Regions from separate parts of the Sus scrofa genome. Here region 2 is linked to region 1. The links are chromatin contacts, called in public HiChIP or PLAC-seq maps. All regions are on one chromosome and are shown on one strand. Each heading gives the region's core, a stretch centred on a gene start, on an enhancer-like site or on the middle of the called end of the contact. The rest is flanking DNA. Distances are from core to core; before and after follow the strand shown.

Region 1 (6,026 bases), core at 1,568-4,067:
GTGAAAAACCCATCATCTTTTCCTCAAGAATCTTACAAATGTGTATTGAAAGGTGAGGGTTTAGGTTTGGTGTCTGAGTAAAAAGACTGGAAATTTTTTTTTTGCTGAAATCACATATTTGTACAGTACCTTACTTTTGACATTTAAAACATATATACATGTGAATGCACCTTTATTTTAAGCAGAAGTAGTCTTTTCTATCTTTTTGTGTAACTCTTCCCCAAGATTTTACAGTGACTATTAATAGTTTATAATCAGGAGGATGTGCAAAATCAAGTTAGTGTTTTCTCTATTTTGTTTTATATTGGAACTTTTCAAACTAGATTGTCTCTCTTCCCCTTGATGGCAGGCAATAGAGCCTTGAAAATAGTTGGAGACCTTAATTTCAATGGAGATAAATGTCCTACAATTTACTTTTCACTATTAGCTTTGTTCTGAGATTAAAATCTTGGAAGGTGACTCCACCAAAAAGAAGGGACGTGACTCCAAGTTGAATAAAGGCCAGATCAAGAGAGGCAGAGGGGTGGGAGGAGGGGGCCTGATAATCTGAATTCATTTGACATTTACCAAGTGGATGACTCTAGATATTTCAAGCTGAAGTTTGAGCTTCAGTTTCTTCTCTTGTCACTTACCAGATTTGTAGACCTTGAAAGAGGGACAGAGAGGATTAGGGAGACAGCAGTCTCTAAAAAAGCAAGTTGTTGACTTAACACCAAATATTAGGATGAGTGTCCATCACTACATTGCTTTATAGTGGGTTAATCTTCAACCAAGTCTCCAAAATGACCTGAATCAGGGTTAGATCCAGGGCAATTTCTAAATAGTGATGGTAAATCACTAGGATCCAGTGAGCAGAGACCCAGTTTGGATGAAGAAAATGTGACATCTGCTCATTTCTAGTTTGGCTTTATATTTCAGGTGGAGTCTCTGAAAACCCATTTAAGTCTTCCACATTTTAGACACCCTTATTTCCTATATATTAGGCCCGGGACATAAGTTTTTATTTTAAATCAACAGACACGGGAAACATCATTGGCCAGGTAGTGTGCTAGATTACGTATATGAAAGGATGACTTGAAATACTGCTCTTAATCTCTTTAGACTGAGACAGCTGAAATGTTATCAATACAATACAAAACTATTGAACCCTGTCCTTAAAAATAATGAATTATTATTTTTCTTTTAATATATGATCTCTGAGAACAGTAAATCTAGATTTTTAAAAATTTGAAATGTGGAGTTCCCCTCGTGGCACAGGGGAAACGAATCCGACTAGGAACCATAAGGTTGTGGGTCTGATCCTTGGCCTCACTCAGTGGGTTAAGGATCCAGCATTGCCACAGGCTGTGGTGTAGGTGGCAGATGTGGCTCAGATCCGGTGTTGCTGGGGCTGTGGTGTAGGCTGGCGGCTGTAGTTCCGATTGGACTCCTAACCTGGGAATCTCCATGGCTGTGGGTGCGGCCCTAAAAAGAAAAAATTGAAACATGATATTTTGTCTTATCTTTAAGAAAGAAAATGTACTAAATTAAAGGAAATTAACCCAATAGAACCTACAGAATATCAAGTCACTAACAATCTCTGCTCGTGGTCCCAAGCCTTTTAAGAAAAAGGTAATTAAACAAAAATCCTGGGAGTTCGCATAGTGGCTTACTGGTTAACGAAGCCAGCTAGCATCCTTGAGGACGTGGGTTGGATCCCTGGCCTTGCTCAGTGGGCTAAGGATCTGGCATTGCCATGAGCTGTGGTCTAGCTCAAAGACGCGGCTCAGATGCTGTGTTGCTGTAGCTCTGGCGTAGGCAGGCAGCTACAGCTCCGATTCCACCCCTAGCCTGGGAATCTCCATATGCCTGTGGCCCTGAAAGACCAAAAAAAAAAAAAAAAAAAAAAAAAAAAAAAAATCCTGGGTCTCCACTCGATATATATATGTAAAATTCACGTTTAATTTAACTTAAAACATCTAACACCTATAAGGAGAAACTGTGCTGTGTGCTTGTCTCCCTGCAAAGTAATTCAAAGAACTAATCTGCGCTGTGAATGTCTCGGTCTTTATTAAGATGCACATACTATAAAATTCAAGGTATTTATACGGAAAGGAATAAAACATTAAGAAGAATTTCCTTTTTCCATTTAAACGAGGGAACACCAAAAGGCCATTTTAAGACTCTAGAAGTGCCATATAAATCTCCAAAAGAGGTTGTAATGGATTAAACAAAGGGTAACACCAACCACAAGGAAAAAAATCATTGAAACAGGCAGAAAATACACTTCCTGGCTCGGAAGCTCTTAAAAGTTCTGAGCCAGGAAACCTCCTGCACCGGGGCGGGGAATGTCTTTGGCTCGGCGGTGCCTCCCTGCTAAGTTCCCCTAAAGTTTTCCCTCCCTCGCTCCTCCATTCCCAGCCCCAGTCCCCGAACGAACGTGGGAGCCACAGGAGGATGCCAGCACAAGCACCTGAAGTTGTCAGACAGAATCAGCCTCTAATGCGTGTTTATGTTAGACGCCCCCACATCTAAAACAGGCCATATTTGCAGGCAAACCCAAGGGATTTCAAAAGACGATTTTATCATATTAATTAGGGGCCCAGCCTGTAAAAGAACAATAGTCAAATAGAGCCAAGAGCACGTTCCTTCGCTCAACGCCAATTCGCTGGCGGCGAGCAGGGCCCGCGCCGAGGCCGGGGCCGGAGCTCCAGCCCCAAAAAGGCGCGCTGCCCCTTTAAAAGGCCGCGCATCTCCGGGCCGGCCTTCCTCCCGGGGGCTCCAGCTGTGATTGACGCTGGGCGGCGAGAGGAGGCGCCTGGCGCTAACAAAAGTCCGGCCCTTGGGCGAGCGGCGCCGGGCCCTGAGTCTCTGCTCGCTCCGGGCACCCGCAACAAGTGGCCGCCGCGCCCTCCCGGGGAAGCCGCGGGTGCGCAGGGGCGCCAGGAGGAGGCAGCGGAGCTCAGGAGCCCCGGCCACCCGCGCGGCTTAGAGCCCACCGCAGGGGGATCGGGGCGGGCGGATGGGGACCCGGCGGCGGCGACGCGGCGAGCCTCTGGGCGGCCCCGGGGCGCGGGCTCTCAGCGACGCTGCGCCCGCCGGCCCCGAACGCGGATTCTAAGGGCGGCGGCTGCCCCCGGCCCCACCCGGCGCCGTCGGGGGTGCCAGCAGGGAACAGAGCGCCCCCTCCCACCGGCGTGCAGGGGTCGCCCCCGGCCGGAGTTCGGTGCCGGAGCGTGGGGTATGCGCAGCTAACGATCCCGTCGGGCGGGCTTTCCTCTGGCGGAGCGCGCAGGCGGTGCGCCCCAGCTATGGAGTGTCCGGGAGACGGCGGGCATGACGGCAGCAGGATGGGCGCGAACAATGGCAAACAGTACGGCAGTGAGGGTGAGTGGGCCGCCCGTCTTCACACTCCCGTTTCGCACCCCCCCTTCCCCTCGCCCTTCAGTCCGAGAAGGAAGGTTCTCGCACGCTGCCGGGGCGCACCCCCACTTGGCACCGGTCTGGGCCATCACCTTCCCCTTTGGCACTGAGTGCTTCGGCGCCCGGAGAATGCTTTCCTCCCGCGGGGGTCGCTTTAAGCAACTTCCCAGGTTGTCTTTGGGACGGCCCGAGTTGTCTATCTGCAGTGTTTCTGAACACACGTGCCTCAACTTTCCTTCTCTGGGCATCTGGGGTTTAGGACGGTGGTTTGGCGGATGGCGGAAGACGTTTTGGAAAAACAGCATAGTGAAAACTTTCTCAGGCCTTTGTGCACCGGTCCCCTGGACTCTCCTGTAGCAGGAAAAACTTCTGGAAGAAGTTAAGTTTCCATTTTCTGCTCACTGCCCCCGAGCTGACAGCTTCGTGAAACTGACCACCTAGGGGCCATGCAAGGCGAGGAGTGACGGGGGGCTTTGTCTGGGCGCTCTCCCTGCTTGAGACGGGCAAAGGACCATCTGTTACGTGGGGCTGGAAATTGCACAGAAATATTGCCTGTCAAGTGGGAACTTGGAAGTTGGGGAAACTTGAAACTCCACCTCCTCCTAAAAGGATGATGGATGTGTGGGTTGGCTTCTCCCTCGCCCCTCCTCCCCCTCTTTGCATAAAACCGTAGTGTTGTAACCCAGTTGATTAACAGCATGCCCCTGATAGGCATACAGCAAAAGCGTTTCCCACAGTTGAGAAATTGGGAAGGTTTGTCTTTAGTGAACTTGGCTGGAGGGTAGTGGAAGAGACAGGGTCGGTTTTGCAGCCCGCCCCCAGAGGACTGGCGGTCAGAAACAGGGTCCAGCGCCTGCAGACTGGTAGGAATGCAGAATGGCTACTCAGCATGTGGTGTTAGGGAAACTCCTATCATCCTGTTCAAAACTTTGAGCTTCGGCCCCCGAATGTGGCTGCCTCTCCCCTGTTTTTGTCTGTGTTCCTTCTCAGCAGCTTTATGAAATTACAGCAGAAACCGACCCTAAAAAACCGTATCCACAAGAACCTTTTGTTTAAATCATTCTTTTCCAGAGCATCATGTTTTGAGTTCCACCTATATAGGAAATATATGTATTTCCTTCTTCCGGGCAGTTTTATGAGAGAGTTTTTTTGTGACAATTTCCCTTTAAAAAAAGAAAGAGTAGAAGGTGAAGATAGCAAACATGAATTTATGCCAAAAAAAAAAAAAAAAGATTATTGGAGAATCTTGGCCAACCCCTCCAAAAAAAAGCAGTTAATGTTTAAGAAATTTGTGGAAAACTGAAAGATTAAGCCTCCTTACTCTGAGTTTTTAAAAAGCTGTCAGGGAGTGAAGTGTGTGCTTGTCATTTCTGGGTGTGTGTACATTATGCTACTTGAACACTGGTTGAGGGGGTGGGGGATGGACACGCAAGAGGAACACGAAGTTGCTGCTCCGGGTTCTTGAACAAAACCCCTCACACTCTTCCTAATCCTCCGCAACTTGTTCTAATATCCCAGCGTTCTCGTATTGTGCAGTGTGCGGTGTATGACGACTTCCTGTCTGAACAGCAGAGTTTTCAACCCTTGGGAGAGAAAAGGAGAGACAGAGGACTAATGTTCTCCAGCTGTTATCCGTGAATGCTACCTCTGCATTTTCACTTGGGCTGAAGCGAAATTTTACTGGGATCCGATTTAGATACACTGTGGACTTTTTACAGGAAAAGCCTTTGGGGCTCAGCTGATTCAAGGCGACCAATTGGAGGCTTTGGGAGGTAACTGAGTTTTGGCTGGGGTAGGAGGCATTATGTTCAAGGATTCATCAGCTCTCTTCAAGTGCCTGGAGTTTCTCTGTGATAGGTGAAAAAGAGAGAAATAGGCCAATAAGAGCTTTTCAAAAGTCTTCCCCCGCCCCCAGTTACCCTGAACCTCGCCTAATATATGGCATTATAATATATGTGATATACAGTTGTAATAGAATATGTGTAATTGGGTATGGTCAACTTTATTACTTTGTGTTGTTGGAGTGCTGGATGGTAAAACCTATGCAATAAGCCCTTTGGAATTTGGTGTGTTAGTGCCATCTTATCTTTAGACATTTTAATGTCAGATTTCAAAGATGGTGAAAGCAACTCCCAGACATAGTATTTCTGTTATCAAAGGAGAATGAGAATTAAGATAGTTATATAGACTTTGTGCAATTTAGGTGTGGTATATTTCAAACAAAAGGGAGAAATTAGTAATGAATGCATATCCACAGAATAGCTCAGTGAGAGATCCCGTAACTATGAAACACAGGTGTTTGTGTGTACTTTAAAAATCTGCAACTTAAGTATATTTTACTTGCTAAATATATGACATGGCATGACACCACCATGTAAACGGCCCTTAAATTTTACAAGTATTGTTGTGAATTATTCGAACTTTTAGAACTGCAGCATTTCATCTGTAACCTCACTTTCTCCTACTCCTGGGAAATATCTCTTTTATTAAAAAAAAAAAAAATTCCCAAGACTTAACCTTAGCAGGTGCAGTGGGGCAGAAGCTTTTACTTCAGTGTCATCCCAGATCCAGTGGCTTCAGTGTCACCTGAGAGCTTGTCAGAAATGTAGCTGCGTTTTAAAACT
Region 2 (6,028 bases), core at 1,769-4,268, 300 kb after region 1:
GAATAGAGAAGTGTGTTTTCTGAATTCCATAGTATGACTTAACATCTGTAAGACATGTGGGGCAGGGGAGTCTTATCTCTTTTGGATCCTGAAACTTCACTCTTTCCCAGTAGGAATCTCTTTGAATTTGCTAACTATAAATACTCCACACTCTGAAGTTATAGTAAAATATTATATTAAATATAGTAGAGGATTATATTAAGATATAACTTTTTAATTTTATGGATTTTTAAATTTTTTTATGGAGTTAGCTTAAGATCTATCTAAGGGCCAAGTTTTCACTATGGATTCATACAATGATGTCTAATTGCAAAAGTCTTTGGGAAATAGTGTGGTCATAGCCATTGAGAAGTTTTATACACAGTCAAGGCCGGGCCCCCAAGGCCCTACTTGACCCTTAAGGTTACTTCAGATCAACCATAATCAGTTTCAGGAGAAAACAATCTATCCAGGAGGGAAAAAAATTATTAAGCCATAGGATTTTAAAAAGAAAGCTAAGTTCTTTATCATAACAGAAGTATTTGATGGAGTTTACTTAATCATTCAACCTCTGTGAATGATTAAAAATAGACATTGTGTCTTTTATTTATTTTAAGTTGGAAAATTATTTGCGTATTAAAGGAGATAGAAGACTCACCCTCCTTTTTCAGGCTCTGAGTAAAATAGGGAGAGAAAAGTGAAGACTGATTTTTGTCTTACAGCCTTTATGTTTATTTCTCAAGTTGACCTGCTTAAAATAAACAAAACAAAAACAAAAACAAAACTCGTAATTACAGAATCAAACTTTCCAAATGCCGTTCTTCAAGATCACCTGATCTGTCGTACATAGCAGAGCAGCTCCCTCACTGCCATCTATTCAGTCAGCCCTTGCCACAAGGGTTTGTAAAAAAAAATTTAGGGGAGTTCCCGTCGTGGCGCAGTGGTTAACGAACCCGACTAGGAACCATGAGGTTGCGGGTTCGGTCCCTGCCCTTGCTCAGTGGGTTAACGATCCGGCGTTGCCGTGAGCTGTGGTGTAGGTTGCAGACGCGGCTCGGATCCTGCGTTGCTGTGGCTCTGGCGTAGGCCGGTGGCTACAGCTCCGATTCGACCCCTAGCCTGGGAACCTCCATATGCCGCAAGAGCGGCCCAAGAAAATGGCAAAAAGACAAAAAAAAAAAAAAAAAAATTTAAAAAGAAGACAAACAACAACAACAACAAAGATCATCTGATATAACTCTATAACCTATAAGTATAGTAACTAGACCCCCAAAAAATGCAAAATGAGTCAACTACAGATTGACTCATTTAACAAAAGTATTAAAAACTTAAAAATAATCCTGTTTAATTTGTCCCCATCATTCTGCCTTTTGCTTGTTTGTAGACTGCCTCAGCTAGTTGCTTTCATTCTCTAAAATGACATAGAGTCTGTCACTTAGATGGTCGTTTTTTCTTAGTCAAAGCGGAAAAAAAATGAACTTCCCAAACACTTGCACCCCATGTGTTGAATTGTGGATAAGTCATCCCAAAATTACCTTCCCATGTGTCCACTTAAATGAGTTTTTTGTTTTTTTGTTTTTTTTTTTTTTATTTTCCCACTGTACAGCAAGGGGGTCAGGTTATCCTTACATGTATACATTACAATTACATTTTTCCCCCACCCTTTGTTCTATTGCAACATGAGTATCTAGACATAGTCCTCAATGCTATTCAGCAGGATCTCCTTGTAAATCTATTCTAAGTTGTGACTGATAAGCCCAAGCTCCCGATCCCTCCCACTCCCTCCCCCTCCCATCAGGCAACCACATGTCTCTTCTCCAAGTCCATGATTTTCTTTTCTGAGGAGATGTTCATTTGTGCTGGATATTAGATTCCAGTTATAAGTGATATCATAGGGTATTTGTCTTTGTCTTTCTGGCTCATTTCACTCAGGATGAGATTCTCTAGTTCCATCCATGTTGCTGCAAATGGCATTATGTCATTCTTTTTTATGGCTGAGTAGTATTCCATTGTGTATATATACCACCTCTTCCGAATCCAATCCTCTGTCGATGGACATTTGGGTTGTTTCCATGTCCTGGCTATTGTGAATAGTGCTGCAATGAACATGCAGGTGCATGTGTCTCTTTTAAGTAGAGTTTTGTCTGGATAGATGCCCAAGAGTGGGATTGCGGGGTCATATGGAAGTTCTATGTATAGATTTCTAAGGTATCTCCAAAATGTTCTCCATAGTGGCTGTACCAGTTTACATTCCCACCAGCAGTGCAGGAGGGTTCCCTTTTCTAAATGAGTTTTGACAAAGATAAATACGAAAGCAAAAAGAACATCTCTGGCAGAGCTTGAAAAAAAATAGAGTAAATGACTTAAATTCATATTTTAAAACAGTTTGGAGATGAGGAAGTTAGCAATGGATGTGAAGTTGTTTAAAGATTTTGCGCAGAGAAGTAATGTTGCCACAGCATCATGGATTCCTCTCCTACACTGGGGCTCATGTGCGAGGATGGGTGTTTTGATAATTATCAGGATGGGACATCAGGTATAAAATAGGACTTGCTCAACACCTTGCATACATGGTCACTCTATTCTTTAGGAAGATTAGCCCAGTACAAATCTATGGGTCAGACAGGACTAATCATGGATTGGTAAGTGTGTCTCACAGATACACCGGCTAAAGAGGGTAGGGTCTTACCTGTGTCCAGAAGCCGCTCTGCCCTGGGACAAGTGACAGAATCAGCCTAGAGCACAGTGGGAGGTGAGGGGGATGGTGGGCAGTGATTTGCTATGCAGCCTCCTCAGTCCACCTGTCTGGACCAAAGCTGCCCAATTGTCACATGTGTCCAGTATGAGAAACAAAAACTGATCATTCTGGCACATGGAGTTAGGTCACTCCTCCACCCTGCCTTTAGAGATTCCCCCATACACACACTTTAGCTGACAAATGACCCTAACTGTGCCAGGAAGGAGAGAGCCACGGAGAGGGAAGAACTACGTCCTGGAAGCCCCAAAGAGCTGGCTTGGAGAAGGAAGTGGCCCCACAGTCTGGAGAGGAAAAAGCAGCTACTGTAACCAGTGGGCAGAATTCAGCCCATCCTGAGGCAGTGTAGCAGAGTGCTTAAATGCAGTTTTCTGACAATCCTTGATATTCAGGATTCCTGATGAAGAGAGTTAAACTGCAAACTGGTTTTAAGCAAATTCCCCCTAATACAGGGACTTATTTTTGCCTCAAATCCCTGCTTTTCTTTAACATTTCTGGAAATGGTGTCATCAGTTGAGCTTCCAGATTCATAAGATCCTTTCCAGAAACAACTCCCACTTATTTCTTGTAATCACAAAATACGCAGATGTCTAACAGCAAGGAAGCACTTCAGGGCAGTATCTATGCCAGTGGTTGGAAGGAACCTCTGAGCCTGGCTGGGCAAATCCACATGGCACTCTCCACTCTGAGTTCACAGATCGTCCAGAGCTGGAAATTGTTGGGCTCCGCAGCCCGGTGAAAGCACAGACGATCTGTCAGCTGCGGGGGACTCTGACTCTTTGCTCCGTCGCCCTGTGACCACAGCCTAGGACTTGGCAGTTGAAACACAACAGCTGTTCCAGGTCTGTCAGCAGCAGGGGGCACATCTGTCTTGGAAATGACTCACACACTCTGGAGGACCAATAATTTTTTATTTTCCTCTTTCTCCAAATAAGCTGAAATATCTGTGTGGAAATGATCTAGCCCCTTGCCTGCTTCCTGTGGAGTCCACAATGGGCATTTTTCTTTCAATTTCCTTCTTCATCTTTCTCAGAGTCCTATCAAGTTCTTAAGCTCCCCCTCTAGGTCAAATGTTTCACTTACCAAGTCTTTATATATTTCAGAGGAATCAAATGAACTCTTGAATTTATTTAAAATATATTTCTGGTTGTAAAGCTTTCGGTATCCAGCCGTGTACTTCTGATGGTCAGTGATAGATTTTCCCAGAGCTCCCTCTTCAAGCTCAGCTTAGACTCACCCCTCCCCCATCTCAGTGGACACTGTGGGTGGGGCTGCCTCAGAGTCATACCTTCAGTACCTATTAGAGTGAGAGATGGCAAACTGGGTCCTGAGAATAATGATGGACATGGCATAGCCTTGGACCCTTCCTCTTCCCTAGTAAAACTGAACACATGAATAATAGCAACTTGATAAATTATGATATAAGAGATCTGTCCCAAGTGGCCAGTAACCAGTGGGGATGCTCTTCACCTGGGCTTCCTTTGTAAGGGGAAGCTTGGACACTCCACATAAGCAAGGATTTGAGTGATTTTACACCCTGCTTTTGTTAGTGCTTGCTTAGTTCCTGACACACAGTAGGGACTCAAGGTATAGAATTAATGACAGCATAATTTGTTTTAATTTTATTATGTGCACAAGTGTGTGTGTGCACACACACTCAAAACAAACACGCATGCAGTGGCTTGATGTGGGAATCACAATTTCCAGATCAAAAACTGAACTTGGGCTGCAGTAGTGAAAGCACCAAATCCTAATCATTAAACCACCCTTTTTTTTTTTTTTTTTTTGTTATTTAGGGCCACACCCATGGCATATGAAAGTTCCCAGGCCAGGGGTAGAATTGGACCTGCAGTTGCAGGCCTCTACCACAGCCACAGCAATTCGGATCCAAGCCAAGTCTTCGACCTACACCACAGCTCACCACAACGCTGGATCCTTAACCCACTTGGTGAAGCTAGGGATCAAACTCATATCCTCATGATTACTAGTTGGGTTCGTTACCATTGAGCCACAATGGGAACTCCCTGACATTACAATTTGTGAGCTTATGTAGGGGTATTTTGTGCTGCTAACCACTACTTTTCAAAATTCATGTGGGTACCTGTTAAAAAGCCTGCCTTCATTAACGATATCATTTTGCCCATCCTGGATCTCTGAAGACAGCTGGCTATTATTTTCACCCAATAAACTATCCAAACCTCAGCCATTTTCTTGGAGTGGAACTCACAGAAGGAACCTCTACCTTAGTATTAAACCACCATTGTGGGTTTAACTGTGAAGAAATGTTTTCTTGCTAGTGGGCAGCAAATAATCATCATCATGTGAAGCTGCTATACGTAACAATAATGTGTCAGTGTGCCTGTATCACAAACATCTGTATAATTGCATATTCCAAAGCAGACAATGTATGCATATTTGAGGGATGGTTTATGCAGATGGTTACTTGAATGTTGAACTTCAGTACTGCCCGTGGGAAATCTTCACCCCCACAGAGCTTCGGGGTTACCACGAAAGGAACTGTCCCCCCACCGCATCCCACCCCCGCCCCCACCACTTATTTTGCCAGGCCGTCATCATGGTGGCTAAGAGCTTGGGATCCAGGGCTTTCTGCTGTGGCATAGTGGGTTAAGAATCTAACTGCAGCGGCTTAGGTCTCTGTGGAGACAAGGGTTTGATCCCTGGCCAGATGAAGTGGGCTTAAAGGATCTGAAATTTCCACAGCTGCTGTGTAGGTCCCAGAACTTCCAAATGTGGCCATAAAAATTTTTTTAAATTTAAAAATTAAAAAAAAAACAAACCTGGAAATAAAAAGAGCTTGGGATCTGGATTGGAATCCTAATTGGTAACCCTCCTTGAAACTTACTTCATCCCCCCCGAAAAAAGTGGCCACTAATAGAATCGACTTCATAGAGAGTTACTGTTATGGCTCAGCATAAATGAATCTGACTAGCATGCATGAAGATGCAGGTTCTATCCCTGGCCTTCCTCAGTGGGTTAAGGATCCAATGTTGCCATGAAGTGTGATGTAGGTCACAGACACGGCTCAGATCCCTCATTGCTATGGCTGTGGTGTAGGCCAGCAGCTACTGCTCCAATCAACCCCTAGCCTGCCTGGGAACCTTCATAGGGCTGTTAGGGTAGATTAAATTTGATAGAGTACATAAAGATTTTAGCACAGGGCCTAATACAGAGTCAATGCTGAATAATTATTAGCCATTAATATTATTATCTCTAGGGAGTTCCCTTTGAGGCTCAGCAGAAAACTACCCCACTAGAATCCATGAGGGTGTGGGT

Evidence for each region. HiChIP or PLAC-seq counts read pairs in DNA pulled down with a chosen protein or histone mark.
Region 2: an H3K27ac HiChIP or PLAC-seq map of skeletal muscle shows a contact between it and region 1, with 10 times the contacts expected there. The contact joins the enhancer-like site here to the promoter of FBXL7 in region 1. A contact is called at or near these places in 5 of 47 Hi-C or Micro-C datasets (fetal heart ventricle, heart right ventricle, retroperitoneal adipose tissue and 2 more) and 1 of 2 datasets of contacts at active chromatin or transcription factors (skeletal muscle).

The regions. Positions count from the first base shown.
Region 1 is chr16:4,781,635-4,787,660 of Sscrofa11.1, forward strand. FBXL7 (F-box/LRR-repeat protein 7) reads left to right here and starts at 2,818. Exons shown (of 4, transcript XM_003133850.6): 1 at 2,818-3,366. The coding sequence starts at 3,291.
Region 2 is chr16:5,082,318-5,088,345 of Sscrofa11.1, forward strand. The region is part of intron 2 of FBXL7 (F-box/LRR-repeat protein 7); the gene reads left to right. Among named protein-coding and RNA genes, the nearest start is that of FBXL7, 300 kb to the left of the region's middle. Within about 2 kb of position 3,019, at least 16 of the 83 cell types and tissues checked have an H3K27ac peak or open chromatin away from gene starts, as enhancers often do. A contact at or near this core is called in retroperitoneal adipose tissue, skeletal muscle and subcutaneous adipose tissue, where this site is marked.